7 separate regions of the Mus musculus genome follow, and regions 2, 3, 4, 5, 6 and 7 are each linked to region 1. Evidence: chromatin contacts called from public ChIA-PET, HiChIP or PLAC-seq and promoter capture Hi-C data. All regions are on one chromosome and are shown on one strand. Each heading gives the region's core, a stretch centred on a gene start, on an enhancer-like site or on the middle of the called end of the contact. The rest is flanking DNA. Distances are from core to core; before and after follow the strand shown. Region 1 holds the start of Zfp414 (zinc finger protein 414). Region 2 holds the start of Notch4 (notch 4). Region 3 holds the start of Cyp4f14 (cytochrome P450, family 4, subfamily f, polypeptide 14). Region 4 holds the start of Cyp4f13 (cytochrome P450, family 4, subfamily f, polypeptide 13). Region 5 holds the start of Zfp952 (zinc finger protein 952). Region 6 holds the start of Zfp763 (zinc finger protein 763). Region 7 holds the start of Psmb8 (proteasome (prosome, macropain) subunit, beta type 8 (large multifunctional peptidase 7)).

The links. Promoter capture Hi-C pulls out the DNA fragments that hold promoters and counts their contacts. ChIA-PET counts read pairs in DNA pulled down with a chosen protein or histone mark. HiChIP or PLAC-seq counts read pairs in DNA pulled down with a chosen protein or histone mark.
Region 2: a FOXA1 HiChIP or PLAC-seq map of pancreatic cancer cells shows a contact between it and region 1. The contact joins the promoter of Notch4 here to the promoter of Zfp414 in region 1. A contact is called at or near these places in 1 of 39 promoter capture datasets (cranial neural crest) and 2 of 115 datasets of contacts at active chromatin or transcription factors (bone marrow-derived macrophages and pancreatic cancer cells).
Region 3: a contact with region 1 is called in an HNF4G HiChIP or PLAC-seq map of pancreatic cancer cells. The contact joins the promoter of Cyp4f14 here to the promoter of Zfp414 in region 1.
Region 4: a promoter capture Hi-C map of hippocampal neurons shows a contact between it and region 1, with 5 times the contacts expected there. The contact joins the promoter of Cyp4f13 here to the promoter of Zfp414 in region 1. A contact is called at or near these places in 3 of 39 promoter capture datasets (the 3T3-L1 cell line, hippocampal neurons and liver).
Region 5: a contact with region 1 is called in a promoter capture Hi-C map of the C10 cell line, with 3 times the contacts expected there. The contact joins the promoter of Zfp952 here to the promoter of Zfp414 in region 1. A contact is called at or near these places in 1 of 39 promoter capture datasets (the C10 cell line), 1 of 15 datasets of contacts at CTCF or cohesin (the NIH/3T3 cell line) and 1 of 115 datasets of contacts at active chromatin or transcription factors (large pre-B cells).
Region 6: a contact with region 1 is called in a FOXA1 HiChIP or PLAC-seq map of pancreatic cancer cells. The contact joins the promoter of Zfp763 here to the promoter of Zfp414 in region 1. A contact is called at or near these places in 9 of 39 promoter capture datasets (the 3T3-L1 cell line, 3T3-L1-derived adipocytes, cranial neural crest and 4 more), 4 of 115 datasets of contacts at active chromatin or transcription factors (the NIH/3T3 cell line, acute myeloid leukemia, astrocytes and 1 more) and 1 of 9 other capture datasets (embryonic stem cells).
Region 7: an RNA polymerase II ChIA-PET map of memory CD8 T cells shows a contact between it and region 1, with 9 read pairs. The contact joins the promoter of Psmb8 here to the promoter of Zfp414 in region 1. A contact is called at or near these places in 1 of 115 datasets of contacts at active chromatin or transcription factors (memory CD8 T cells) and 2 of 9 other capture datasets (liver and pancreatic islet).

The regions. Positions count from the first base shown.
Region 1 is chr17:33,627,299-33,631,042 of GRCm38.p6, reverse strand. Zfp414 (zinc finger protein 414) reads right to left here and starts at 1,951. Exons shown (of 6, transcript NM_026712.3): 1 at 1,827-1,951; 2 at 964-1,246; 3 at 569-676; 4 at 362-467. The coding sequence starts at 1,829.
Region 2 is chr17:34,562,314-34,566,057 of GRCm38.p6, reverse strand. Notch4 (notch 4) reads right to left here and starts at 1,763. Exons shown (of 30, transcript NM_010929.2): 1 at 1,549-1,763; 2 at 676-757; 3 at 290-585. The coding sequence starts at 1,612.
Region 3 is chr17:32,915,198-32,918,941 of GRCm38.p6, reverse strand. Cyp4f14 (cytochrome P450, family 4, subfamily f, polypeptide 14) reads left to right here and starts at 1,600. Exons shown (of 13, transcript NM_001204335.1): 1 at 1,600-1,797; 2 at 2,053-2,254. The coding sequence starts at 2,057.
Region 4 is chr17:32,945,201-32,948,944 of GRCm38.p6, reverse strand. It overlaps Cyp4f13 (cytochrome P450, family 4, subfamily f, polypeptide 13), which reads left to right and starts at 1,584. Exons shown (of 13, transcript NM_130882.1): 1 at 1,584-1,632; 2 at 1,942-2,140. The coding sequence starts at 1,943.
Region 5 is chr17:32,990,998-32,994,741 of GRCm38.p6, reverse strand. Zfp952 (zinc finger protein 952) reads right to left here and starts at 1,603. Exons shown (of 4, transcript NM_001045559.1): 1 at 1,484-1,603. The coding sequence starts at 1,504.
Region 6 is chr17:33,031,666-33,035,409 of GRCm38.p6, reverse strand. It overlaps Zfp763 (zinc finger protein 763), which reads left to right and starts at 2,029. Exons shown (of 4, transcript NM_028543.3): 1 at 2,029-2,128. The coding sequence starts at 2,108.
Region 7 is chr17:34,196,189-34,199,932 of GRCm38.p6, reverse strand. It overlaps Psmb8 (proteasome (prosome, macropain) subunit, beta type 8 (large multifunctional peptidase 7)), which reads right to left and starts at 1,738. Exons shown (of 6, transcript NM_010724.2): 1 at 1,388-1,738; 2 at 553-700; 3 at 251-362. The coding sequence starts at 1,534. It overlaps Tap1 (transporter 1, ATP-binding cassette, sub-family B (MDR/TAP)), which reads right to left. Exons shown (of 11, transcript NM_013683.2): 11 at 2,708-3,365. The coding sequence ends at 3,159.

The DNA.
Region 1 (3,744 bases), core at 702-3,201:
TATCTATATCAGAATCTCTGTAGTACTGCACACAAAGTAAAGGAGCTTGGCCTACAGGCCCTCCTTTACTGTAGTCTTAATTCTTCTGGACCTTTCCAGCTCAGAATCTCAAGTTTGGTTTTACTTAAGTGCCAGTTTTCCACATAAGACATGAGGTAGAACTGGACGGAACCACGGCATGTATACCCTGCACCTCCAAACTGAGCCCGTAGCCAGAATGACTTAATTCCCATCTGTTTTCCATGCATGGTTGGAGCTGGTTTCCCAGGCCACACTCATACTTCAACCCACCCTTCCTCCACACACACTAAGAAGCACTAAAGATCTGGGAATTGAAAGAGGGGGATGGTCAGGCTCTCACTTGAAGTAGCGGTTGGGCTTGTAATGCAGCTTGCCGTGGGCTACCAGCTCCTGCATGCTGGGGAAACTCTCAGTGCAGCTCAGCGCGGAGCATCGGAAGAGTTTGCCTGGTAGGGATAAAGTGCAGATGTGGAGTGGGGTGGTTAAGACTAACTCTGGGGGGGGGGGCTCTGCCTATCTGCTTCACTATCAGCAACCCTCATCTTACCTTCCAGTGACTGTGTGGGTGGGCAGTGGGTACGGAGATGCTGTGCTAGATCACGAACACTGGGGAAACTGAGGCAGCAGCCGGGGCTAGAGCAGGGTATTTGTTTCCCTGCAGGAACGAATGGGTGTCATTACTCTCTTCCTTACTGACCTACCCAAAAGCCTTGATTACTCCCCACCCAGCCACTGTCAGAATAAACTGCCCGGAAGGGCTGGATTGGTTTAGTTCATCTCTGGAGCCACACCTGACATATTGACAAGGTGCTCAGTAAATGGTGAAGACCACCCCCCACCCCACCCCCCCACCCCCGCAATGGGATAAAAGGTGATTCCTTGTCTTGCACCATCTCAGCCCTATCAAAGGCATGTGACTCCCCAGAAAGGTCCACAGATAACCTGGCGGTGGACGGCGTCTGGGCAACCGAAGGTCCTCATTGGTCCCCACGCCTGTGTTGGTTGAGCCAGTCTGGCAACTGTCTGAGGCTGGATAGGCAACTTGCTGCAGAGGTCCTCCATGGTCCCACACTGGTGGCATGGCTGTTGGGTTAGGGCTGGGCTCCTCCACGGAGGAAAAAGTGGCTGGAGCTGCCCCATCTGGAGATGCCACCTCCTTGTCTGGCTCACCGGAGCTGGATTCTACAGTGGTCAGCGTGTCCGAGCTGGGCCTGGATGGTTCCTCCTGGTGCAAGAAGTGGCTAAAATCAGGCTGGGATCCCTAGGTCAGACAGATGCCCTTCTACTACAAAGGTCCACAAGACAGACTCCTTCAACACTCACCAGATATTACCCAGTCATTCCACTTTCTGAGTCACCAGCAAGATACGGGAGATAAGGGCAGACCGAGCTACTGTCTCCTAATTCCAATTGCAGGAGTTATCAGGGATTATGCATAAAAAAGCAGCATTAACATCCCTTCCTCAATTTTGGCAGGAGAGGCACTAGGGGCGGAGGTGTGGCCTAGAGGAGCAACTAGGAAATGCTGGAGGGCCTACAGTGGATCGTGTGATGATGGGGAATACTGGCTAAGCTAGAGCTGAGCAGATAGACGCTCTGAGCCAATACGTGTTAAATTTAGGGACTGAACTCTAGGAGAGTGGGTGTGGCCCGGCCTTCAGGGCTGGACGAAAGCTAAGTGACAGTCAGAGGCGGGCGGGGACCCGGATGTGGGGGCGGGGTCAGCTGGAGGGGGGCGCGCGGCAGGACCGTTCCCTGTCAGTCCCGCTGCTCTTCCGCGTCCGCGTGCGGGGTGCTGCGCTCACCATCCTCTACTCAGTTACACCTCTGGTTCCCGTGCCTTCGGAGGCTCTGGCTCCAGCAGGGGCGTCTTCCTCGGCGACACGGTCTCTCGCTCACATCGGCGCCATTTTCCCGCTTCTCAGATCTCGCGAGACATGGGGTGTGGCCTAATTCTGGGCGCTTCTCTAGAAGGAGGGGCCTGAGACTACACTGCAGCTCTTATACAGAAACAGAGAAGGTCTGCTTTTGATTGGTCTTAAATTTCAGAGAAAACTGACAAAAGCTCTTCCCCTCCCCACTTTTATAGCCCAGGTTGGCCTTACACAGAAGTTGACCTTGAACTTAGATGCCAATACACCAGGTTTTAGGTGGTACTGAGTATCAAACCCAGAGTTTTCATATATGCTAGGCAAACTCTCTACAAAGCAAGCCACATCCTTAGCTCTGTACACATACACGTACAAATGAATATGTATATGCACAGATGTGAGCAGGTAAGAGCGGAGGTCCAAGGTAGACATTGTCTTCCTTCATTGCTCTCCACTTCATTCACTGAGGCAACATCTCTCACTGAAGTTGGAGCTCACCAGTTCCCACCTAGCTAGCTAACTTACTTGTCAGAAGATTCCTGTGTCCACCTCCAAAGGGCCCTGATTACAGGAAGCTGCTATGCCTCACAGGGAGGGCTAGAGATCCAAACTCTTTCTCATTTACATGATTGTGGGTTTGAACCCTGGTCCCTTGTGTCTGCACAGACCCATCTTCCTAGCAAGCACCATAAAATTTTCAGCACATCCAGTGTGCAGCAAGTACGAATCTGTTGTAATAGCCCAATGTGAGAAACACTCTAACTAATGGATCTTCAGGAACAAGCAAATTCCACAGGTCGAGAGGTGTGAAAATGAATCCCAAGTGCACTACTACTGAGAGGTCGCCTGCCCACCCTACTTTCCTTAAGTGCATCCTATGTGCCAGGAACTTAGTACTGCTCTTGGGAGTCTCTAGTCAACCAAGAAAATGGAGAGACAATAAATCAACAACAGCAGAAAAATGATCTTGGATCTATCCTAGGAGATAAGAAAACAAACAAAACTGATGTGAAATGAGGAGTCAGGGAAGCCTGTCTAAGGGGGTGACTTGAGCTGTGCCTTGATGCCTACAGAAGCAGAGCACTACAGCAAGCTGGCGCAGATGTCCTGAGCTGGCAAAGAGCAAGCTCCCCTTTCGTAAGCAAGGGCGAGACCTCTGCACTATTGAAACAGAATAAAGATGTTGGTATGGAGGTCAGAAAGAGAACTTGGGTGAGTCCTGTAGGGCTTCCTTTCTTCCTTCCTTTCTTTCTTTCTTTCTTTCTTTCTTTCTTTCTTTCTTTCTTTCTTTCTTTTGTTTTGTTTTTTCGAGACAGGGTTTCTCTGTGTAGCCCTGGCTGGAACTCACTCTGTAGATCAGGCTGGCCTCGAACTCAGAAATCTGCCTGCCTCTGCCTCCCGAGTGCTGGGATTAAAGGCGTGCGCCACCACGCCTGGCTCCTGTAGGACTTTCAAGAGGTGGAAGAGAGAGAAACCATGGTTTCTGAAGTAGTCATTGATGAATGTTTGTTTTTCCATTTTTGTGTATGTGGTTGCATGTATATATGCACACATGTTTGTGGGGTATTTGTTTGCAGGTGCATACTCACATTTGTGGGTACATGTTCACTTTGTGGCTTGTGCATATGGAGGCTGGTGGTTGCAGTGGGGAATAATCCTCCAGGCCTCTTCCTCCTTATTCGATGAGACAGGACCTCAAAATCAAACTCAGAGCTCAACAATATGACTATTCTTGCTCTGGGGATGCACGGTCTCTACTGTCTGAGGCTGAAGCTGCAGGTGGGCCATAGTGCCCACCTGGCATTTACCTGGTATCTGGGGATATGAACTTAGGTCGTCATATTTCTATGGT
Region 2 (3,744 bases), core at 514-3,013, 940 kb before region 1:
AGGTGAGGGTCTCAAACTATGCATGGCAGGAGAACGCTAGATGAGACCAAGCAAGCAAGGGTGTTGCCGTTCTCTCTGCTCTTGACTGTAAATCTTGTATGATCTGGCAGCTTTGGGTTTCTGTTCAATATTAGGCTGTCACCTCTACCAGGACTTCCCTACCAGGATGCTGAACCCTCAGACCTTGAGCCTGGATAAAGCCTTCCTTCCTTCAGGCAGCTACTGCCATTGTGGGGAGTTGAGTCACAGCAACAAGAATGACTTACAGGCTCCTCCTGATTGTACTTACCTGTCCACCCAGGCTCGCAGGAGCACTGTGGGCGGCCTGAGGCCTGAACATAGCAGTGACCCCCGTTGGAACAGAAAGAAGGTGGACAGAGCTCTTCCAGATGGGTTTGGCATCGATCACCGGTGAAGCCAGAGGGGCAGGTGCAGGAGAAGTGAGGGGTCAGTGGAGAAGTAGGACTACGGGAGCTTGGGGGTGTGGGGAGCAGGGCTTGGCAGCTGCCACCATTCTTGCAGAGTTGGGTATCCCTGCAGGGGTCAGGAAACTGGCAAGTCTCACCCAGAAATCCAGGGGCACACCTAGGGGTAGAGGGACATTTCAGGCCAGTGATTCCCCCTCCTCCTCCCCGTCCTGTCTCCCCAGGTCCCGCTCCTATGATGCACACTCACTGGCAGATCCCTTGTCCCCGAGATAGCCTCAGGCAGGTGCCTCCGTTGGCACAGGGCTCTGGGGATCCTCCACACAGAAGCTCTGGAGAAGAGACTGGAAGATGAGATGGAGCCCAGGGTCCAAGGGTCTCCAGATGGCTTGCCCTTCCTCCACCAGGTCCTCCTTACAGGCCACTGACCAGCAGCTCAGCACTCCCCCACCCCATGTTACCCAGGTGCATGGTGCTCTATCATTCTCTCTCTCTCCTTCACACCCCAGTCCCAGTCTCCACAGGGTCCCCTTGTCCCAGCCTTGTCCCAGGCCTTCCATTCATAGCTTGTTATTCTTCCCACCCCTTTCCTGTTTATTCTCCAGTCTCCCAAGTTCAGCCCAGCTCCATCCCCCGGAAGCAGGGCAACAGGGCTTAGGAGGGAGCCAAGAGCGCTCCTGGGATGTGAATGGCTGAGACACCTAAGGGATTTCCTTCAGGAAAGGCCAGCAATGAGCCACTGGGGTTGGGGACATCTGGACAGAAAGGGAGCCGGTGGGCTCTTCTCTGTCTCCATCTCTTGCTTCTCACTCCTCTCTTCCCCATATCAGGCAGTCCATTTTTTCTCCTGTTTGTCTGTCTGTTCCTCTTACTTCAGAACCAGCTGGCTTCTCCCTGGGCATGGACACCCTCCTTCCCACCCAACAGCAGGCACCACCCCTAGCACCAGGCACAAACCTGGGTCTCCTGTAGCCCCGGAGTCAGTCAGCCCTCCCTGCAGGTTGTCCCCATTAGAGGGGACAGAATCTCCTCCCTCCAGTGTCCTTTCAGAGCCTGGGACTTGGCTTTCTTCCCTGACCTCACCAAGCATCTCCCCAAGAGAGATATGCCCCCACCCCCTCACCTCTGGTCAGGATGACAGGGAAATTGAGTGGCAAGAGCAGCAGCAGCAGCAACTGGGGCTGCATTCCAGAGCGCCTGCCCCTGGCCCGGATCTCCTCTCCCTCTTCAGGCAGGGACCCTCAGAGCCCTTGTGGCCAGGCAAGGCCACCTCCTCTGCCTCTACCGCCCTTCTTCCTCCTGAGCCTGCTGCACGCCTCAGTCTGAGCTGTTTCCTGAGTCACACAATGTCCTGGACACCCTACTGATGGGGGGTGGGGGGAGCGAGAGGTTGGTGTGTGTGTGAAGGAAGACAAGGGAGAGTAAGAGAGGGGCGTGGCTGGCCGGGAGGGGAGCTGGTTTGCTCTTAGGGCCCAGGGTGGGGGGTCAGCCAAATGGGGGAGTTCCTGTCATTTTAATGGTCAATACGGCTTCCTTTTCACAGGACTGGGAGTGGCAAGGGAATGCTACTGTGACCCAGGAAGGGCAGGTCTTAGACAGAGGTGTTGGGACAAGGGGAGGATTCTCAGTTTCTGGTGTGACACACCCTCTTTTCAAAGGAGCAGCAACGTGTCTTGAACTGAAACCGGTCACTTTGGCAAACCCAGGGGATCTTTAGACCTTTCCTTGGCTCTTTCTGGGGGTGTTAGTTTTTTTTTTTTTTTTTAAAGATTTATTTATTTATTTATTTATTTATTATATGTAAGTACACTGTAGCTGTCCTCAGACACTCCAGAAGAGAGAATCAGATCTTGTTACGGATGGTTGTGAGCCACCATGTGGTGGCTTGACCTTCGGAAGAGCAGTCGGGTGCTCTTACCCACTGAGCCATCTCACCAGCCCGGGGTGTTAGTTTTTTAAAAAGGTATTTTGAGACAAGATCTCACTGTGCGCAACATCCTGGCTGTGCGAATCGTCCTGGCTGGCCTGGAACCTGTGGGATCCTTCTGCAGCTGCCACCTGGGTGCTGAGGTTACAGGCACATGACTCCATGCCTGGCTTTTTCCTGGGGAGTGGACAGGACGCTGGGCCCTCCTCCGAGTGGAGACGGAACCCAGGCTTCCCGTGTTCTACACTGATACTTTACCACGAGTCTGGAGGCTTGGCCTTCCTTCAGAGAGGAATGTAAAATATTGTCATTACCAATAACAAAGGGACACTCTATTTCATCCACCTCTACCTCTCTCCTCCACAAAGGATGCTGGGGTACAGTCAAGATGTTAGTCAAGACATAAAATTTAAGTCATCTATAAAAAAAGACAACCATAAAGGGAATTCATTACCCCCAAAAGTTCATGCTACCTCCTTTTATCTTTATTAAAAGCAAGCAAGCAAACAAACAAACCCAACCAACCAACCAAATAAAAAACAAAAACACAAAAAAAACAAAAAAACCTCAACTTTGGACAAGGTCTCATTCTGTAGCCCAGGCTGGCCTGGAACTCACCAGGTAGTGGAGGCTAGCCTCAAACTCACGAGCATCCTGCCCCAGTCTCCTAAGTGCTGGGATTACAGTGTGTGCTATAATGCCCAGGGCTCACTCTCCCTGAGGACCCAGCACAGCTTTGGAGTCAGCCATTCTTGGAGCTCTGCAAGCTCTAGGTACGGCCCAGGGTGGAGGAGCTGTCTGCAGGAGCAGGTTGCTCAGCCTCGAGCAGTCCTGGAAGCTGCCTGCAGTAGGATCTGCCTGCTAGGAACACTGACAGTGTGCCCCCACCCCCACCAGGCTGGCCTTGAACTTGCTGTGTTGGTGAGGATGACCTTGAACTCCTGATGCTCCTGCTTCCATCTCCTAATTGCTAGGATTACTGCTGTGCACCGATGTCCCCTTTGTTTACACTGCATTGGAAATCAAACCCTGAGCTTCATGCACCCTGGGCCAGTCCTGGTTCACTGAGCCACTACACACACACACACACACACACACACACACACACACACATATGAATATATATATATTCATATATATGTGTGTGTATACATATATACTATTATATAATATATATATACTATATTATATATAATCATATAATATATATTATAATATATAATCATATTTAGCCTTATATTGGGAATTTAGTCAGCTATTTGGTTTTACAGATGGCTCTAAACTTTGAGACTGTCTGATGTTTGAGGTGTTTTGGGGGGATGTTTGGTATCAAACCTAGGGCCTCATATGTGATAAGCATGTGCCCCACTACAGAGCTAACTGCACCCCCCC
Region 3 (3,744 bases), core at 351-2,850, 710 kb after region 1:
TTCCCAGACTAGCTTTCCTCCTCCTCCTCCTCCTCCTCCTCCTCCTCCTCCTCCTCCTCCTCCTCCTCCACAGAACTGTCTTCTCTTCCCCTCTCATCCCTTCCCTTGCATTTCTTTGAGTATTCCTTCCCCTCTCTGCTCTGTCCCCAGCCCAAGTAGTCCCTACTCCTGTCCACTGTCCCTGGAGGTGCTTGTTCTCCTCTGAGCTCTTGTAAAAGATAAGTTAGAAGGATGGGGTTGTAGCCCAGTTTATACAGTGCTTGCCTAGCATAGAAGAGGGCCCTAGGCTTAATCTCCAGTTCCACATAGACTGAGGATAGTGTAGCACACTTGTAACTCCAGCACTCAGGCTTGGAATTATGAGTTTTCAAAGTTTAAGTCATCCTTAGCAACATAGCATTAGACACTGTCTCCAAACTCAAAATACATAAATTAACGATCATAAAGAAGAATAAATATTAACTAAAGTGCTATTTGGAAAAGCGTTATTTTCTATTTAAGAAAAGGAAGGTGGTGGTGCATGTCTTTAATTCAAGAATTCGGGAAGCAGAGGCAGGTAGATCTCTGTGAGATCAAGGCCATCCTGATCTATAGAGCAAGTTCCAGAACAGCCAGGGTTGCTCACAGAAACTGTCTGAAAAAGATCAGAAAGAAAGGAAAGGGAAAGACTAAGAAAGAAGGAAGGAAGGAAGGAAGGAAGGAAGGAAGGAAGGAAGGAAGGAAGGAAGGAAGGAAAGAAACTAGAGAGATGACTAAGCAGTTAGAGTGTTTGCTACTCTTCAAGAGGATCAGTTTCACTCACCCATCCATATCAGGTGGCTCACAACCACCTGTAACTCCAGCTATAGGGGAGCAGATTTCCTATTCTGGCTTTCACTGGCATAGGGGTACATGCACGCACACACACACACACACACACACACACACACACACACACACACACACACACACACAGAGGAACAGCTTCATCTCCCCCTGGATGTCACCTCTTCAGGGTCTCTCTCAACCCTACAGGACTCCCCTACTTGGTGCCCTTTCCAGCTCTAACCATCCCAATCTCACTGCATTCTTGATCTTTAATATTGGACCTGAAAATCCCAACTGGGGATCATTCTTTGTTTCTGCTTCTAAAAGTACTGCTGAGGAGACTGGACTTGAAATCCACCAGGCTGAGCAGCTGGTGGGCAGGCTCCAATCCCATAGCCTTCTAATGCTCTACTGAAAATTGGTGCCTGCCATCCTCACAACCCATTTCGACAAGAGCTCAGGAGATGATTGGGAACCAGGTTGGCCACATCCTGATCACCAACCTTGTAGATTCCAAAGTTCACCCTTTTACTTAGTGTACCACGCCCTTGGAGGAGCAGGGATGCTGGGAATACATAACCCAGAGCCAACCTTGTCTCACCATAGTCCTAAGATTCAGATGTCCGTGTTTTTGCAAGCCTATGACAATTCTCCTTTGCGGCAGGCTGATCCTACCCCCATCTTGGCCACTTTCCCAGGCAAGGAGGAGGCATCCAGGCTAGGCAGGGATTGGCTGGCATAGAATGGCCCACCCTCCAAGCATCAAGAAGCAAGGGATAAAAGAGTCCCAGAGGAGAGGGAAGGTATGGTAGATGCCTGTTCCTGAGAGGAGGTGCCAGGCTGGGGGTGGTTATATTTTAGGGACCTAGCCTGGAACAGGGAGGGTAAAACTCAAGGCCAGGCCAGGGCAGAAGGCCAGCTGACCAAGCAAGAATGCCACAGGGAGCCAGCTGGCCTTGGGGATAGTAGTTTCTGAATAACTGAAGCCTGGTTAGTTTTGCATAATTTAGGGAGGTATTAACTCCAATCAATCTCTCTGCTCCTTCTTGCTTTGCTAGCTCTGGTTATTCCCCTCACCAGCATACCCCTCCTCCCCCTATTCATCTTCTTCTCCACTCCTGTACCTCTTCACCCAACATTTCCTTGGTTCTCAAGTCTCCTTTCTGCTCTATCCTCTGTCCAGTGTCTTGAGATTATTGTCCCTTTCCGGGACCTCAGTTACTCACTGCACATTTATTCACCCAGCAGGATGTCACAGCTGAGCCTGTCCTGGTTGGGACTGGGGCCCGAGGTGGCCTTCCCATGGAAGACCCTGCTACTGCTTGGGGCCTCCTGGATCCTGGCCCGGATTCTGATCCAGATCTATGCTGCCTATAGGAACTATCGTCACCTCCATGGCTTCCCTCAGCCCCCCAAACGGAACTGGCTTATGGGTCACGTGGGCATGGTAAGAATGGCAGGATGGGTGGGAGTGTCAAAGTGGACAGACTTTCGAGGGACCAGGAATGGGACTCGGAGTGATGGAGAAGGTTAGGTGATATTGACCTTTGGTGTGTCTTTCCAAGCCTTTCTCACCCCCTGTACTCTCACCATAGGCTGCTCTGGTATTTCTATCTTTCTCTCACTGAAGGATGCAGAGAGATTCTCATGGTGGGATATACAGAGTGAGAACTCCTGGCATTTCCTCAGTCTGCTGTTGGATTTGAGGTTCCAGAAGGACTGCGACTGTTTCTTTCCCTTTGTGTGAGCCCATCTCTGTCCTGTGGTTTTCTAGTATTGATCTTTGATCTCTCTCCTACACTGCACATAGGTGGGGCCCAGCTGGGCTACAGCAGAGCTGCAAGCTGACTTCCCACTGCCCCCTCCCTGGGCCACTTCCTCCTTCTCATGCTTTCCTTCCCTAAGATAGACAGTGGGTCCTGCCTTGCTACCTGGATAAAAGCTGTCCTTCACCCTCCCATGAACCTTCCTTTACCCCACCCTTTACTCCATACTATGGACTTTGATTTATATCTGCTCTTCCACTTAGGTGGCTTAGCCCTAGGTATTTTGCTTGCAAATGGCTCAATGTGGACTGTATATAAAGGTTCAGGATGCTCTGTCTGAGGCTGGTGGGCAGCTGGTGCTGGTGGATAGGAGCTGCCACTCTAATAGAGACATAGAGGTCACTTCTGTTCCCCTGGAGCCTGACTAGGGTAGAAGGTCCCCAGTGTGTGGCCCTTTGTTCAGGGGAGGAACTGGAGACCTTGTGGACCAGTCAGGACATGAAAAGTCATAGGTAGACAATATAACTTGTCCACTGGGGGGCCTGAAATGGACGCTTGGGGCTTGGGCATGGCTCTGGAAGAAACAAAACTGACAGATGCAAGGGTTCTCGTCATTCCTGCACAACCAGGACACTGGTTCACTTATGACAGAGACTGTGTCACTTCCAAAGGCTGTAGAAGGGACTCTCTGATGATCCTGGGAAGGCAACTTAGTTATGTTTTTTTTTTTTGGAGAAAACACACACACACACACACACACACACACACACACACACACACACACACACACACACAAACACACGAGTGATATATCGAGAAGTTCTGAGAACATTCTAAGAAAGTTGTCCTGAAGTAGTATTGTCATTGTGCTGACATCAGGGTCTGCAGACAGAAACCTAGTAGTCTACTGCTCACCTGTGCTACATGGTACTGATCGTTCTAATATACTAGTTTGTCCATCATGGTGCTACCTTGAACATTGTAGGTAATTTGTAGTATCATGGTATTTATGCATGTGAAAGTATCTAAACACAGAAATGTGTAGGGAAAATAACAAGCAATAGAAATTCCTTAGCTTCATTGCAGACTTAAGAGATCAAAGTCATCTGTACAGTCTGTCTTTGACAGAAATGTCATTATGCAGTGCACAATCATCTATACACAGTCATGT
Region 4 (3,744 bases), core at 335-2,834, 680 kb after region 1:
CAATAGTGCCACAGGGAGGGAAGGCTTAATGTCAGTTTATAGCTCAGTTCACACTCCATCACTGAGGAAAGTCAGGACAGGAGCTCAAGGCAGGAACTGAAGAGAGGCCACGGAGGCGTGCTGCTCACTAGCTTCCTCAGTCTGCTTTCATGTACACTTGAGGACTCACCTGCCCAGGGATGGCACCAGGCACAGTGGGCTGGGCCCTTCCACATCAGCCATTAATCAAGAAAATGCTCTATGGACTTCCCTACAGGTATCCTGATGGAAACACTTTCTCGGTCGAGATATCTCTTTCCCAGAAAGGCCAACATGGTACATACTCACTTCTAAGAGGATATTAGCTGCAAAGGATAACTGCGCTACAGTCCACACCCAGAGATGCTAAAGATGGCTCAAAGTGGTACAGATGGGTCTCTCTGGGAAGGAGAAATAAAATAGATTCCAAGGGTGGACTGGGACAGATAGAACAGGAAGGAATAGGTGGGGGTGGGAGAAAATACTGGGAGAACTGGGAGATGGGGGTAGGGCATTTTTGGGGTGAGGAGAAATGACTAGAATGGGAGGCACTTTGGGGGTGAGGTAGAAACCTAGTACAATGGAAACTTCCAGGAGGCCAACCCTACTGAAAACTCCTAGCATAAAACTCCTAGCCTGAACCAGCCCATTTTCAATAACCGGGCAAGGCTTCCAGTTCATTGCTTAGGATACCAAGCCAGCCACAAAACCCTCAGTCCACAATTTGTCTTACCTGCAAGATGTGTTGGGCTAGGTGGCACAGAAGGAACTCGGGGAAGTTGCCAATTTATTACTGGTCCAACTTCAGATCCACACCATGAGAGGAAACCCATGCCTGGCACTGCTGGAGGGTCAGGAGACAGAGGCTGGATAGTCCAGCCACCTAGGATAGAACAAAACATGACCAGCAAAATAAAATAAAATAGAAGTTTCCTGACCCCCAATATTTAACGCATATCTATGACATCAGCCCACGCCCAGATCTGACCTTCAGCCTGTGTCCCCTCTGCTCACGGCCCCTTTTAGCTGTTCCCTCAGATCTCTGAGCTTCAGCCTCACATGAGCTTAACCTACACTCTCTGACCCAGTGGGTTCCAGCAGGGTTGCAATTATTGGTCCACCTAGAACCTAGGGTTCAAGAAGGAAGAAATCGATCTCTGCCAGGCTGTGCAGCTGTTGGGCGTGGGGAGAGGAGAGGAAATGCATTTCAGAGCCTCACAGTTCTGCATGCTGTTACCCAGACAACTATGCAGAGGAGCTAGAGAGATTTATCTGCCACCCCTTAGCCCTTGGAGGGCAGGTGCACTCCTAAACTTGGAATCTCCTTTGTAACTCCTTTGTCTCTGGTTCAGGCAGAAAGGTTAAACGCTGAGGATGCCCCACCTAAGCCTATGACTCTCAGTCTAGTTCCATCCCTTTAAGGTTGGACCCGCCCCCACTGGCCTTGGCTGCCTGCCCAGGCTTGGAGGTTGGGCTGAGGGTTGGAGGGATTGGTTGGTTCAGCCCAGCTGAACTTCCCATACAGCTTCCGGGACAAAATGTTTTCAGAGAAGACAGGAAGTTGTGGAAGATTCGCTGCTCGTGAGAGAAGGTGCCGGGGTGGAAGGCAACAAGGCGAGTTCTGGCTCAGAACAGGGAGAGCTCTGCCCACAGCTGGAATGGCTGTAGGGAGCTGACCTTGGAGACTTTTGGTCTCCTGGAAATTGCGCCCGTAGTTTATTCTTCAGGCTGAGGCCCTCTAGAATGCTAACAGTCCTGCCTGTTGTGTTCTTCCTCTTCTCTCTCAATGTTCATTCTTCTTCCTGCGCTGCCCCCAAGTCCTCCCAGTCTATATCGCTAGCTATATTCCTATCTAGTAAACGGGCCTGTCCCCACCCTTCTCCGGAGCCTCAGAATTTCACCTTCTGCCTATTTGCCCTGCAGGATGCTACAGCTATGTCTGTCCTGGCTGGGAATGGGGTCCCTGACTGCCTCTCCGTGGCATCTACTGCTGCTGGGAGGGGCATCTTGGATTCTAGCCCGAATTCTGGCCTGGATCTATGCCTTCTATGACAACTGCAGTCGCCTTCGTTGCTTCCCTCAGCCCCCTAAACCGAGCTGGTTCTGGGGTCACTTGGCCTTGGTGAGTGTGGCAGTAGGTAGGTCTCTGGGTAGATGTGTTTCCAACGTGTTTGGAAAGATACTGTGGCACTTGGGTCAGGAGAGGTTTGGAACACAGGACAGTAGAGAAGTGAGGGGAGACATAGGGAGACCTCTCCGCCCCAGCAGCCAGTCCACTCTTGCCTTGCCTCTCCAGGATCCGAGCCTTTCTCCTTTCCTCCCTTCCTTGCTCCCAGCCTGCTTTAGGTCACATTATGATCAAAACTCATGATCTGAGGTCTCTTCCCCTCGTTAATGCAAAACTGCTCCCAGGATGGGCAGCACAGAGCAGGGACAGCCCCAGTCCACTCAGTTTCCACCGAAGAGTTTGAGGCTTCAGTGCATCATGCCAAGATCTGGCCCCTGCCTAGTCCATCCTTGTCCTTGGGCTAGTGTCTGTACCCGATGGGCAGAGAGAGATGTGAGTAGTATCTCTTCCCTTAAACTCCTCGGGGCCTGATGCTTTCTTATCTTGCTCTTCACTCTCAAGAACCATCAGTGGACTCTATTTTCCAATTTGAGCAGTAGTTGAGCTTTTTGGTTTTGTTTATGGTACTGAGTTGAAGCAAGCTCTTGGCCGCTGGGCTGCATCCCAGTCTGACTGTTCTTTTTCACCAGGGACCCTTCTGGCCTCTCCAGTTGTGGTTACACTTCCACTGGCCTCATTCCTAGTGCCCCTTGCTCCATGCTGCACTGGTTCCCTACTGCCAGAGTCACACTTAACATTTCAGTGTCACCTAAAAGGGTTTCACCTCCAATACCATCGATTCAAACGCTGCTTTCTCCCATAGCCCCTTTTCCTCCCAAAATCTGTATTCACGTTTGTCATTCCAAGTCCTCTCAGGACCCCTTTCCTCTCTACATCACAGTCCTGCTGCTTCCTGCCAACCTTCCTGATCAGGTAGAGCTCTGTAGAACAAACCAATAATATGTGCACACATGTGCGACACACACACACACACAATTTGTTAGAGTGGCTTACAATCAACAGGGCCTGAATAGTTCAACAGTGGCTATCTGTGCCCTGGAGAGAGCACAGTAGTTACCCAGGCTATGAGACTGGATGCCTCAGCAAGCCCGGTTGGATGCTCAAAGGACTGGAAGTTCCACAGAAAATTCTGATCCCCAGGTCACAATGGAAGGCCAAAGAAGCAGAAATTAATGTCATTAAAGATGGGCTGAATAATTCATTCAGGATGCAGAGGCAGGTGGCTCTCTGAGTTCAAGGTCAGCCTGGTCTGTAGAGTGAATTTCAGGACAGTCAGGTTACATCTCAGAGACTCTGTCCACCCCCCAAAAAATTAGATAGATGCAGTTATGTGCAAGAAACAAAAGGCCAGAGGGGCCAGCAACACTTTTTTTTTCCTCAAACTTTTTTGTATCTGGTCAGAAAGTGCCACCTACTCAAGATCTTCTCTCAGACTCATCTTGAGGGTTGCCTCTTAATCCCAGACCTTATCATATGTACAATCAAAATTAATCATCCCAAGTCCACATCTTGTCATCATGACCCCAATCACAGTCCCTCTGATATGGTTAACTTATCTATATCAGTACAATAGCAAGGTCAGAACTCCACCTGGTGTA
Region 5 (3,744 bases), core at 354-2,853, 640 kb after region 1:
TTACTTCCTCCAAGGCAGCATTCTGAACTTGGGCTTACCCAAAAGTCAGAGAAGTGATCGGCAACATTCTTAAGTAGCCGGTGTCTCTCTGCCACGTGCAAGAAGTTTCAGAGCTTTAGTCCATTGTTAGAGTGGGCAGCATGGTGGCACGCAGGCAGACACAGTGCTGGAGAGGTAGCTGAGAACTCTACATGCAGATACACAGGCAGCAGGAAAAGTCAAAAACAGTTTCAACCATTTCAAGGAAAAAAATAAATGGTGCCTTTGTGTCAGGCTGATCATCCCCGACTTTCTTGATGGTCAGAGATTACTATCTACATAGAACAAGTAGTTGAAGGCAAAAACACCAAAGATTTAATATTTCTTCCAAGAACTGTATTCCAATTAAAGACTAATTGACGAACTCTCCTAATTCTTTCTGTTCGGAGAAACCCACCAAGGAAAACCAAATTACAGCTACATGAATCCCTTCCCTCAGGCTTTCCCCCCATTTTTCCATATTTCCACTTTTAACTATTTTGACCAGCATTATTATTCAAAAGAGAGCTCAAAAGCGAGGTTGAAATAGATTTCCAATGGAGAAAAATGCCCTCTACACAACAAGGAGCCTTTGCCTAACATAAATAAAGCCTCGGGTTCAACTGGCCCTACTGTAAGGAGACAGTTGTCTGAATCCACGCATCTCAAGGACAGCTTCACTATCCTGCTGACAGAAACAAACTGAGTCCGTGTTCCCAGGCCCAGGAACCAGCTCCTTTGCCCCTCATCATTTTGAGTTACTCACCAAATGTCCAGGATGAGGCCTGACCACCAAGATTCTGAGAAAAAAGCCTTGAAACCAGGTGGCCCAGGGGAGGCTTCATCACCAATGATTCCTTTACCCCTTTCCTGTGACAAGCCGCAGGAGTCATCAAAATCACATTGGCGACTCCCTTGCCCAACCCCTTATGTCAAAATACGGCTGGACAACGCTACAGCCCACTCACTCCACTCCCCTTTGCTCTGAGGTCTCATCCGAAATATGCTGTGCAATTTTCCTTCCGGGACGGGGTCTATGCTATTGTCCCTGACCGGTCAGGTTTTTCTGCTTAATTAAAATAAAGATCTTGCTTTGCTGGACTCTTGTGCCTGCTTGTGTTTTGTTTTGGGGGGACCCCCAACAGCTGAAAAAAATAAAGAAAACGAAAGAAAAACACACCGTGATCACGGAGGAAAACTACAGCAGGGCAAACGAAAGTGCAAGGGCAGAAAGACCCGCAACAGCGCTCACACACCCTCTGTCGTTCAAAACGCAGTTTGCGTTCAGCATCACCAATCTACCAGCGCTGCAAATTCTGCAGAGGTGTAAGTTCGAGGCATGGACCCACACTGAAAGGACTGGCATGAAACCCGTTTCGTAGTGAAGGGACAGAACTGGACCCTGGTCTCCTGGCAGTGTCACAGATCTGCCATCCTCGAAGCCAGGAGCCCGTGACACACTCACCATTCTCTGCTTTTGATGCATACTGTGTCCTCTCCAAGGAGCCTGAAATTAGAAGAAGTGACAGTAACCGAAGAAGAGTTGACACGACTCTTCCCGCAGCTGCACCGGCTTCAAGATGGTAGCAAGTGAGGAACCCTTCGATTATCTGCGCTTCTTATTGGACAGGGGAATAACAGCGCCGTTGATTGGTGAATAACTCCCCCTGCCTCCTACGAGCTTAATTAAAAAGAAATCAGCCTTTCTGAGTACCGCTGCAGCTAAAATCACAGTTGTCACTCATGACCCTTTTAGCTTGCTCTTCACTAGAACAAACCTGGCGCAACCTGAAGTTTTGTGGCATTTAAGGAAACATTCAGCAGGATTCTTAGTGCATGCGTTTTCCAACTACACACCCTATCCCCTAAAGAACTAATGCTACAGCTTTACAGTGGAGCCTCTAGTGTCAGTACCCCAAGGAGAAAACCCAAGACTTTTCCTTAGGAAGAGTCCCTATGTCAATCTGGGGGCATAGGGAAAAAAAGAGGACCTGACATGCAAGCTCAAGATTTGGGGAGGTTAAGCTAAAGCTTTCGCAAACCTTGTGTTTCAATATACCCGTTTTCTGCCAAGAAAATTAAAACATATCAACAATGAATTCAACTATAAATTGTCTGGAGAAAAATGGAATTGCACACCCGAAGTTTTCTACAAAGGATTCAACAGGTCTGAAAAGCAGCCTTTGGACGTCAGCCAAAAAGGTTTCTTTGCCCAAGGAAATCCTCTATATTCAGGAATGTAAAATGGTCTCAGCCTCCCAGATCAACACTGATTTTGGACCAAGAGCTTCACAGTGGATCTGTTAGGTTCGGGGAGAAGCCAAGAAAATTGATTTCAAAGACAGCAGCTTAAAATGAAAGTTTTATTCTCTGAGTACACAGAGAGGTAGCCAGCTCGGGATCTCTACTGCATACCTGAAGGGAAATAGTATAGCATATTAAAGGATGAAACCACAAGTTCAGGGGGAAGCCGGGTGGGCTGTAGCATTGTCCACTCATATTTTTTTTTAAAGATTTATTTATTACATGTAAGTACATTGTAGCTGTCTTCAGACATTCCAGAAGAGGGCGCCAGATCTCCTTACGGATGGTTGTGAGCCACCATGCGGTTGCTGGGAATTGAACTCAGGATCTTCAGAAGAGCAGTCAGTGCTCTTAACCGCTGAGCCATCTCTCCAGCCCGTCCACTCATATTTTGACACAATGGGTTGAACAAAGGAGTTTCCATTGTGGCTCTGCCCCTGACTGGGAGCAGTCAGTCAGGAAGGTGATGCACATTGGCGACTGGGCCTTATCTGGGGCCACCCAGTTTCAATGTCCTTGAAATCCTGGACATTTGGCCTGTAACTCAAAATGATAAGGGTGCAAAGGGGTGGGCAAGCTGCATGTAATCAGTTAGGTCATGACAGGCAATCAGTGTATAGATTTATGGCGTGTGTACCTTAGTTTCCTTAACAGGCAACTTCTTTTTTTTTTTTTTTTTTTATATATTCTTTACTGGTTATCAGACAAGCAAGAAGCATGTGAAACAACAGAATCAGAGTTGGTTCCTGGGCCTGGGAACATGAACTCAGTTTGACCCAACCAGTAAGATGGAGAAGTTGTCCTTAAGACTACTGGACTCAGACAACTGTCTCCTTACAGGTCATAATGAGCCAGAGACACCGAACATTCACTCTGGAAGCTCTCCATGTCTTCCACTACTTTCTCTACCAGGAGACTGACCTTCCAATGCCTTAATAGTCACAAGGGGGAAAGTGTCATCCACACTCAAGTTATGGGTTTTGCCTTTGGTTTAGATTTTTCAAGACAGGGTTTTTATATGCAGCCTTGCCTGTCATGGAACTCACTTTGTAGACCAGGCTGGCTCGAACTCAGAGATCTGCCTGCCTCTGCCTCCCAAGTGCTGGGATTAAAGGCATGTGCTACCACTGCGTAGGTTAGGCCTGATTTTAGTGGAAATGCTTTGAGTTTCTAAAAGTTTAGGATGATGTTGACTGTGTGCTTGCTGTAAATTGCTTTGATCATATTGAGGTATGTCCCTTAAATCTCTCGTCTCTCCAGAAATTTTATCATTGAGTTTTGAATTGTATCAAACTCCTTTTGTGCACCTAATAAGGTAATCATGTGGGCTTTGTCTTTCGGTCTGTTTGTGTTGGAATGCCTTTGTGGGTTTACATATCTGTAAACCATCTCTGAGATGAAGCCAACTCAATCATGGTGAAC
Region 6 (3,744 bases), core at 780-3,279, 600 kb after region 1:
CTTGTTGAAAATATTTTCTGGGCCTGTGAGGTGGGATCCTTCGTCTTCCTCTATTTTTATTATTCTTAGGTTTGATTTTTTTAATAGCCGTCCTAGATTTTCTGAATGTTTTGTATCAGGACGTTTTTAGATTTAGCATTTTCTTTGTCTAATGTATTCATTTTTTATTGTATCTTTAATACTTGACATCCTCTTGTATTCTGGTAGTGAAGTTTGCCTCTGTAGTGCATGTTTGAATTCATTATTTTTTTTAATTTCTAGAATTCCCTCAGTTTGTGTTTTCTTTACTGCTTTTATGTTCATTTTCAGGTCTTGAACAGTTAAATTTATTTATTTCCACGATTTGTGTGTGTTTTCTTGGCCATCTTTAGAGAATTTATTTATTTTCATCCCAAGAACATCTATCATCTTCATACAGTCAGTTTTATGGTCTTTTCATTGTGCTTCAGCTATGTCGGATTGAATATTCAGGGCCTGCTGTGGTTAGGATAGTTGGACTTTAGTGGAGACATGTTGTAGCCTCACTGTTATTGGTGGTGTTTTTATGATTAAGTGTAGGCATCTGATTTTGGATGAATTACAGATCCAGGTGCTGACTTCTGGATTTCTTTGTTGGATTTCTTTTGTTGGATTTCTTTTGTTGGATTTCTTTTGTTGGATTTCTTTTGTTGGATTTCTTTGTTGGATGGGTATTTCTCTCTTGGTTTCTAGTTCCCCTCCAGATTTTCTGAGTCTGGTGGGGGGAAGGGGACCTCATAAAATTGCAAAGCTTCTGTAAGGCAAAAGACACTGTCAATAAGACAAAAAGGTAACCAACAGAATGGGAAAAGATCTTTACCAATCCTAAATCTGATAGGGGGCTAATGTCCAATATATGTAAAGAGCTCAAGAAGTTGGACTCCAGAAAATCAAATAACTCTATTAAAAATTGAGGTACAGAGCTAAACAAAGAATTCTCACCTGAGGAATACCGAATGGCTGAGAAGCACCTAAATGAAGGTGTTGAAAGAGGTTGCCACCACCACCACCACCACCACAGGAAGCAATAGAAGGCATCCTCTGTGAGTTCCCAGACTTCCTAGTTGTCTCTACCTCAGCACTACAGAAGGGCTGTTTGTCACTGTGATGTTGACGGTTGTGATGTATGTGTATATTTGTAGATGTAGACATCCCTCTGGATTTTGAGCCAAGGAAATTTTTTGTCTGAATTGAAGAGTTACTCTATATATGTCTTGAATTCTATGTTGAATATTACTGCTATGTAACTTCGTGTTTCTGTAATTCAATAATTGTATTCATTGGTTGTTGCTCTAATTTTATTGATTAAAAAAATGGATTGGTTGAGTAGCAGTGCATAGTGGCCCACACCTTTAAATTCCAGCATTCTGGAAGCAAAGGCAGTTGGATTACTGTAAATCCGCGACAAGCCTGGTGTATATGGTGAGTACTTAGACAGCCACAGCTACATAGCAGAGATTCTGCCTCAAAACAACAATAAAAACAAGCAAACAAAATCAATAAATTGAAACATAACGTGTGAGAGAGCTTTACAACACTTTTACCTCATTCCAAAGTCATGAGTTTGCATAGTAGGATCTCCTGGTTCCTGTCTCTGGACAGATCTTTGATTCTGTGGGTCTTCCCATTAAGAACTTGAATCAAAAATGTGCAGGGCAAACTTGGACACTGTAATCAAAGCAGTAGAGGGCCCCAGAGTTCACAAGAACAAAGTGCATAAAGTAGCCTGTTCCCCTTAAAGGCAAAGTTATAAAACAGGTCGGAACCGGCTTAGTCCACTTAAAAAACAAAAGGAAAACAAACAAACAAACAAACAAAAAAACTGGCGTACAAAAGAATCCGCTATTCTAACTGCACTGGGAAAGAGGAATGTTATTAATTAAGGCATTTAAGCTCAAGGCTGTCACTATCTTTCCTCAATCAGGGATGCTGTTACTGCTATTCATGAACTGTCCAATGACGAACCGGTACATTCGGAAGGTCCCGCCCTTGCCGCCATGTTTGAGTCCTGTGTTGTTGAGAAGGTCTGTGGTGGTGTTGGGGCTGGACTATATCTCCTGTATTTAGGCCTATTAGGAAGAACACCTGGATGCATATGAAAGAGGAAATGGTGAGTATGCCTTGGGCTCCTGGAGTCGTAAGTGAAAGCTTTGTGACACTGCAGTCTGTGGCGCTGTTGCCTGCCGTTCCCTTGGTGCTGTGCAGCCTAGTGTGCCTTGGAGCGGGACACTGGAATTGTGCGCAGAGCAGGCGACCGGGCACCGGAGCCCGCTCTGTTCTGTCCTAGGGAAGCTACTTCGTTCCAGGCCCCTATCTTCATGGGGTTAGTCCTCACCTGGAACCTGCGCCTCCGCAGACACTGCAGCACTGCAGGTTGGTGACGCGGAGTCCAGACTGTGGTGTAAGGGGACTTGGGTGGTGTGAGCAGTTGCTCGTATGCCTTATAGGCATATCTCTGCTGCTTTCGATTCTTTTCTCTCATCGCCTTTGTAAATTATATTCTTCACAGTACTGCAGTTGAACACTAGGCCGGGAGAACTTATTAATCTCTCTCTCTCTCTCTCTCTCTCTCTCTCTCTCTCTCTCTCTCTCTCTCTCTCTCTCTGTGTGTGTGTGTGTGTGTGTGTGTGTGTGTGTGTGTGTGTGTGTGTGTGTGTGTGCGCGCGCGCGCTGCCCTTTAAAGATGAGATTAAAGAGTATTTAATTGTGCCGTCTGTGAGTAGGCCAAATTTTTCAATCTTAGAGAAAGTAGAGAAGTACAATGATGGGTTTTTTCCCCCTGACCATTTCTGAAGCCAAAATTCGGGTTTTTAAAAAGCTTTCCTAGACTTCGTTTTTGTGAGCCCTGTAAAGTAGATCAGGTGCTTGCCAATCTACATCGTTTGCTTGTGTGCTGGAGGCCGGTTCTCCAAATAGAAGAAATTGTGACTAAGAGTATTTGATCAGTATTTACCAGATGACATTCTTTTAGGGGTGTGGGGGAGTTGGTATTTTCAGTAGAATATTCATTTGAACAGTATTATTTCTGCCACTTCGTGGACTTGAGTATTCTATTTCTTTACTATTTGAAGTTGTCATCGCTGAAGTCTTTTTACCCTTTTACTGGGCTTTATTTCTAATTCTTTTCCCGTTACCATGAATGGTATTTTGTTTCTGATTTTCCCTTCCACTCTAGTCTTTATTGGAGTAGAGAAATGACATTGCTTACTGTATATTGATTTTATATCCTGCTATGCATAAAAAGTATTAAATAATACAAAGAAAATGACTACTTTTTAAAATTCTCTCTGTATTGTATTCATGCTCAAATTGATGGGAACGTTAGCAGGTACTAGGTAATTTTAGCTAATTATAAGTAAAATAACAATTTTAGCTAATTATAGGTAAAATAATGAGCAGTTACATACTAAAATGAGAAGGACCTTGGAGAGGGTAACATTGTTATGAAACATGGTTATAGTTATACTATTATTTGAAAATAAATTTAAATTACTTGTACAATGAATTTTTTTAAAGTCTTGGGACACAGTATTTAGAAAAGAGCATTTTTGATTTTCTAATAGAATTCAAAGAGAAAATAATACCAAAGTAAAATGAAAGTGTAGGATCTCAAGAGTCGGATGACTCAATTGTCAAGAATGCTTACCACTTTTGCAAGGGAACCTGGATTCTGTTCCCAGAGCCAGGTTGGGCAGCTCACAAACACTTGTAAATCCAACTCCTGAC
Region 7 (3,744 bases), core at 489-2,988, 570 kb before region 1:
GATACCACCCTGCAGGTTAAGTGACTGCCAGATTATCTGGTTTATAAGCAGGGACCCAGGCTAGGATTTGGGAGATTTTTAATCACATGAAGGAGATATATATATATATATATATATATATATATATATATATATATATATATATCCCTTATGGTTGCTAAAATGGATCACCCGATGGGGGTGTAAGTGACCTGGGACATGGTGGGGACGGGGGAGGGGCTGAACAAATGAGATGATAAAACCGGCCTACCTGCACTCCTTGGCCAACAGCCTCTCCCAGTACTGGCAGTCGGCTGCACAACCAGACATGGTGCCAAGCAGGTAAGGGTTAATCTCGATCACTTTGTTCATCCTTAAGGAGCCTGGAAGAGTTTTGAGATCAAAGAAATGAGCCCACAGCTCCCCACCCACCCCTCACCCCCCATCCCACCCCCACCCTCAGTGTGCTATAATGCCAGCTCTGTCTGAACTTCGGCCCAGGCCTTCTGCTCTACTGAGGGAACAGCTCCACGAGTCGGACCATTGGAGCACACATGGAGCACACATACTCACTAATGTAACTCCCTGCAGTGGCCCTGGAGTCCACAGCCACGATGACGCCATGCTGGAACTTGAAGGCGAGTGTGGTTGTGCCGTGGGCCATCTCAATTTGAACATTCCTTTCCTGGTCACCACCAAAGGACCTCAGGAATGCGGTGGGCTAAGAGATGCAAGAGGCAGAGGGGCACCTCAGTGCTAGGAGGCTCCTGGCAGGGTGGCAGAGTGAGGAGGGGTCTGCAGACTCTAGATGTCAGTAGCTCCGAAGAAAGAAAAGCAGGATTTAAGCCCACCAGCTTTCTGCTTTCCAGCACGTGGGAACAAAGGTCATGGTAGGCGACTTCAAGGTGTTTCCTAATCCGTGGCTCCTTTGGTTCTCGAAAGCACATTTTAATAACTTGCTCTCATTTTACAGTAGAGGGGCTTGAGACCTAGGCCATCTAATGTGTCGTAGGACACACAGGGTGGGTTGCTGAGACCAAGTAAGGCCACCAAAGTTCATAGGTCTTCCAAGACAACTGTACAGCCCCTGTAGTAGTTAGCAGTGAGTCTGTGGAAGGCATGGTGGTCTGTGCACTGTGTCTTGGGATTGGCACCAACCATCTTCTCAGTCTCGCTGTCTCAACTCCGTGCGTGACTCTCTCTCCTTCTGTCCCTCCCCCACCCCTTTCTCCCGCCTTCCCATGCCTTAATCTCCACGTTGGTTCTTCAGGGCTAGCCTCGATGCTGCTCTCCTGGACGGCCCCTCCTGGCGTCCTCACCTCCTCAGACCCAGGCAGACACTCCTTCCTCTGTGCCACCCACCACCACCCACCTCCTGCATCTCTCCAGAACGCCCTACAGTCCTCACCTGCATTCCCCGGGGAAGTGCGAGCTCCGGAGCTTGCGCGGAGAAACTGTAGTGTCCCGGGTCCGAGCGACCCCCGCTTCCCGCATCCAGGGCAGCCCACTCGGGCCGCTGCCCCCGAGCGGCACCGCACAGATCCAGTAACGCCATGACCACTTGGCCCCGAAGATCCGTCGACTCTGCGACAAGGAAGTGAAAGCGAAAGCCACAGTACCAAGGGGAGGGAACCAGTCCCCCACCCCCATCCCCTGCCCTTTCCGAGTAGAGCCCAGTTAATGGGTGTCTGAACTAAAACAATGTGTTGGGGACGAGTTTTCCTGCTGCCACATCAGTGAAACCAGCTAGAGAATGGGCTGTGGGGTGGAAGAAGAGGTGCGCCTTCGGAGGCCGCCTAGCAGTGGGGTGCGTGAAGACCCACAGGCGGGGGACGGGGGGGGGCATCTTCTGGGAACAGCGGAGGACTGAATAGGGTCCTATCTCCTAAAGAGGTTGTCTAGAACGTTGGAACCTGAGAGGAGTATTGAGCAGATCCACCTAGGCGTGCGTCCTGGGGATGGGGGCAGCACTCAAATAAATGAGCATCATTTTATAGAAACTGGAAAATGCGATAAATGGATGCACAGGGGTCTTTAGGTCCTGGGACAACCAGGAAAAAACGGAGAAAGACGAACCAAGGAGAGGACTCAGTCGGGCCTTTTCATGTGTCCCTCCTAGGGCCCCTCTTGGTTCAACAGTCTCACTACCCTGAGCCACCCACGAGGACGCGCCCTTGCCCGGGGCTGCTCACGTCGCGCAAGTCAGGGCTGCGCGCTCCTTCCTTGAATCCTCAACCCCACCTCTTCTTTGCAACCTTTATGGACATTATCTGCCCAGGAACTGCTGACGTCACACACCGGGCCCTCCCTGAATGGAAGAGATTTACTGGCTAATCCTATCCATTTCATTGAGATTATCCCGGCGTGTGCCGCTGAGGAGAAGATGAAAGAATCTGAACGGGCGGGCGAGGTTATCCAGTCTGATTTTCTGGGGTCCCCACCCGCGGCGCTACCGCGCTTCCTCCAGCCTCAGCGAGGAAGAGAAGGACTCCAAGATGCAGTTGCTGCTGCCTTGGGGTGCGGAGAGGGAGGGGCTGCCGCCCGGTCCAGCTCAGCACTAGGAGTCCGTGGGTGAGCAGTAAAGAGAAATGAGAGCCCCAGGAAATAAAAGCTGATGGACCCAGAAGTAAAACAGAATTCTGAAGAAGAACGGGACACTGTCCTGGGGGGGGGGGGGGGGCTGACTAACTCAGCTAGGACTTTGCGGGAGCTAAGAAACGGGAGAAGCCACAGTACAAAACACCAGTTTTATTACAAATATCAAACACCCATAGAACACCCAAATGCCAGCCTATGCCTTTGGTTAATTGCAAGCTGCTTGTCCTTTCTCTCTGTACACTTTGGGCGTTTCTTCTCATTCTATCACAACGCCACATAAACCAGGTTTGTGTGTGCATGCTGTGATACAAGCTCAGCACCGGGAGGGTGGAGACCGGAGATTTAGCAGCTCAGTGTTGGTGTGAGGTACCTGAAACCCCGTCTAATAGGGAGCGGGTCGGGGAAACACATTCGTGGTAAATTCCGGGTATCTCCTAGAGTTTACATTTTCTCATGTAACAAGCACCTCCGCTCCTCAACTGTCTCCGTGGGTGTGGTAATATCTTTGCTCCCAGGTTCTCTGTCACACAGAGTAGAGGACAGGAGGGGGACAGCACGCAGTGTGCAGTCCAGAGGCCTTGTCAGTCTGCAGGAGCCGCAAGAGCCTCTACCATGGCCCGGTAGCACCCTCCTCTCTTCATGAGCTGCAGGTGGGTGCCCTGCTCGCCGACAGAGCCTTCTCTGAGAAAGAGGATGTGGTGGGCCTGCTCTGCCAGGCTGAGCTGCTGGGTGATAAGAAGAACCGTCCGAGAAGCCCGCTTGGGGCTCTCATACAGGAGCCGCTGGACCTGGAGAAACACACAGACATTACAGTTCAGGGGACCCCTGTGCTTCCAGGGCTGGGACACATTGTCGATATCCCTGGTCTGCAGCACCCCTCCAAACCTATGACTTGTTAAGATGTCCTCACAAGAGGGGGGTACAGAGAGAGAGAGAGCGGAAGCATGATGGGGGAGGGGACTGAACAGTCTCTCATCTCTACCCATAAGCTGGGAAATTTGAAAAGGAAATTATTCTTCTCCCATATATTACATCCCGACTGCTGTTCCCCCCTCCTCTCCTCCCAGTCCCTCCTACTCAACCCCCTACCTCTCCTCGATTGCCCTTCAGAAAAAAGCAGGCCTCCCAAGGACACCAACTGTCTTGGGAGATGGCATACTAAGTGAA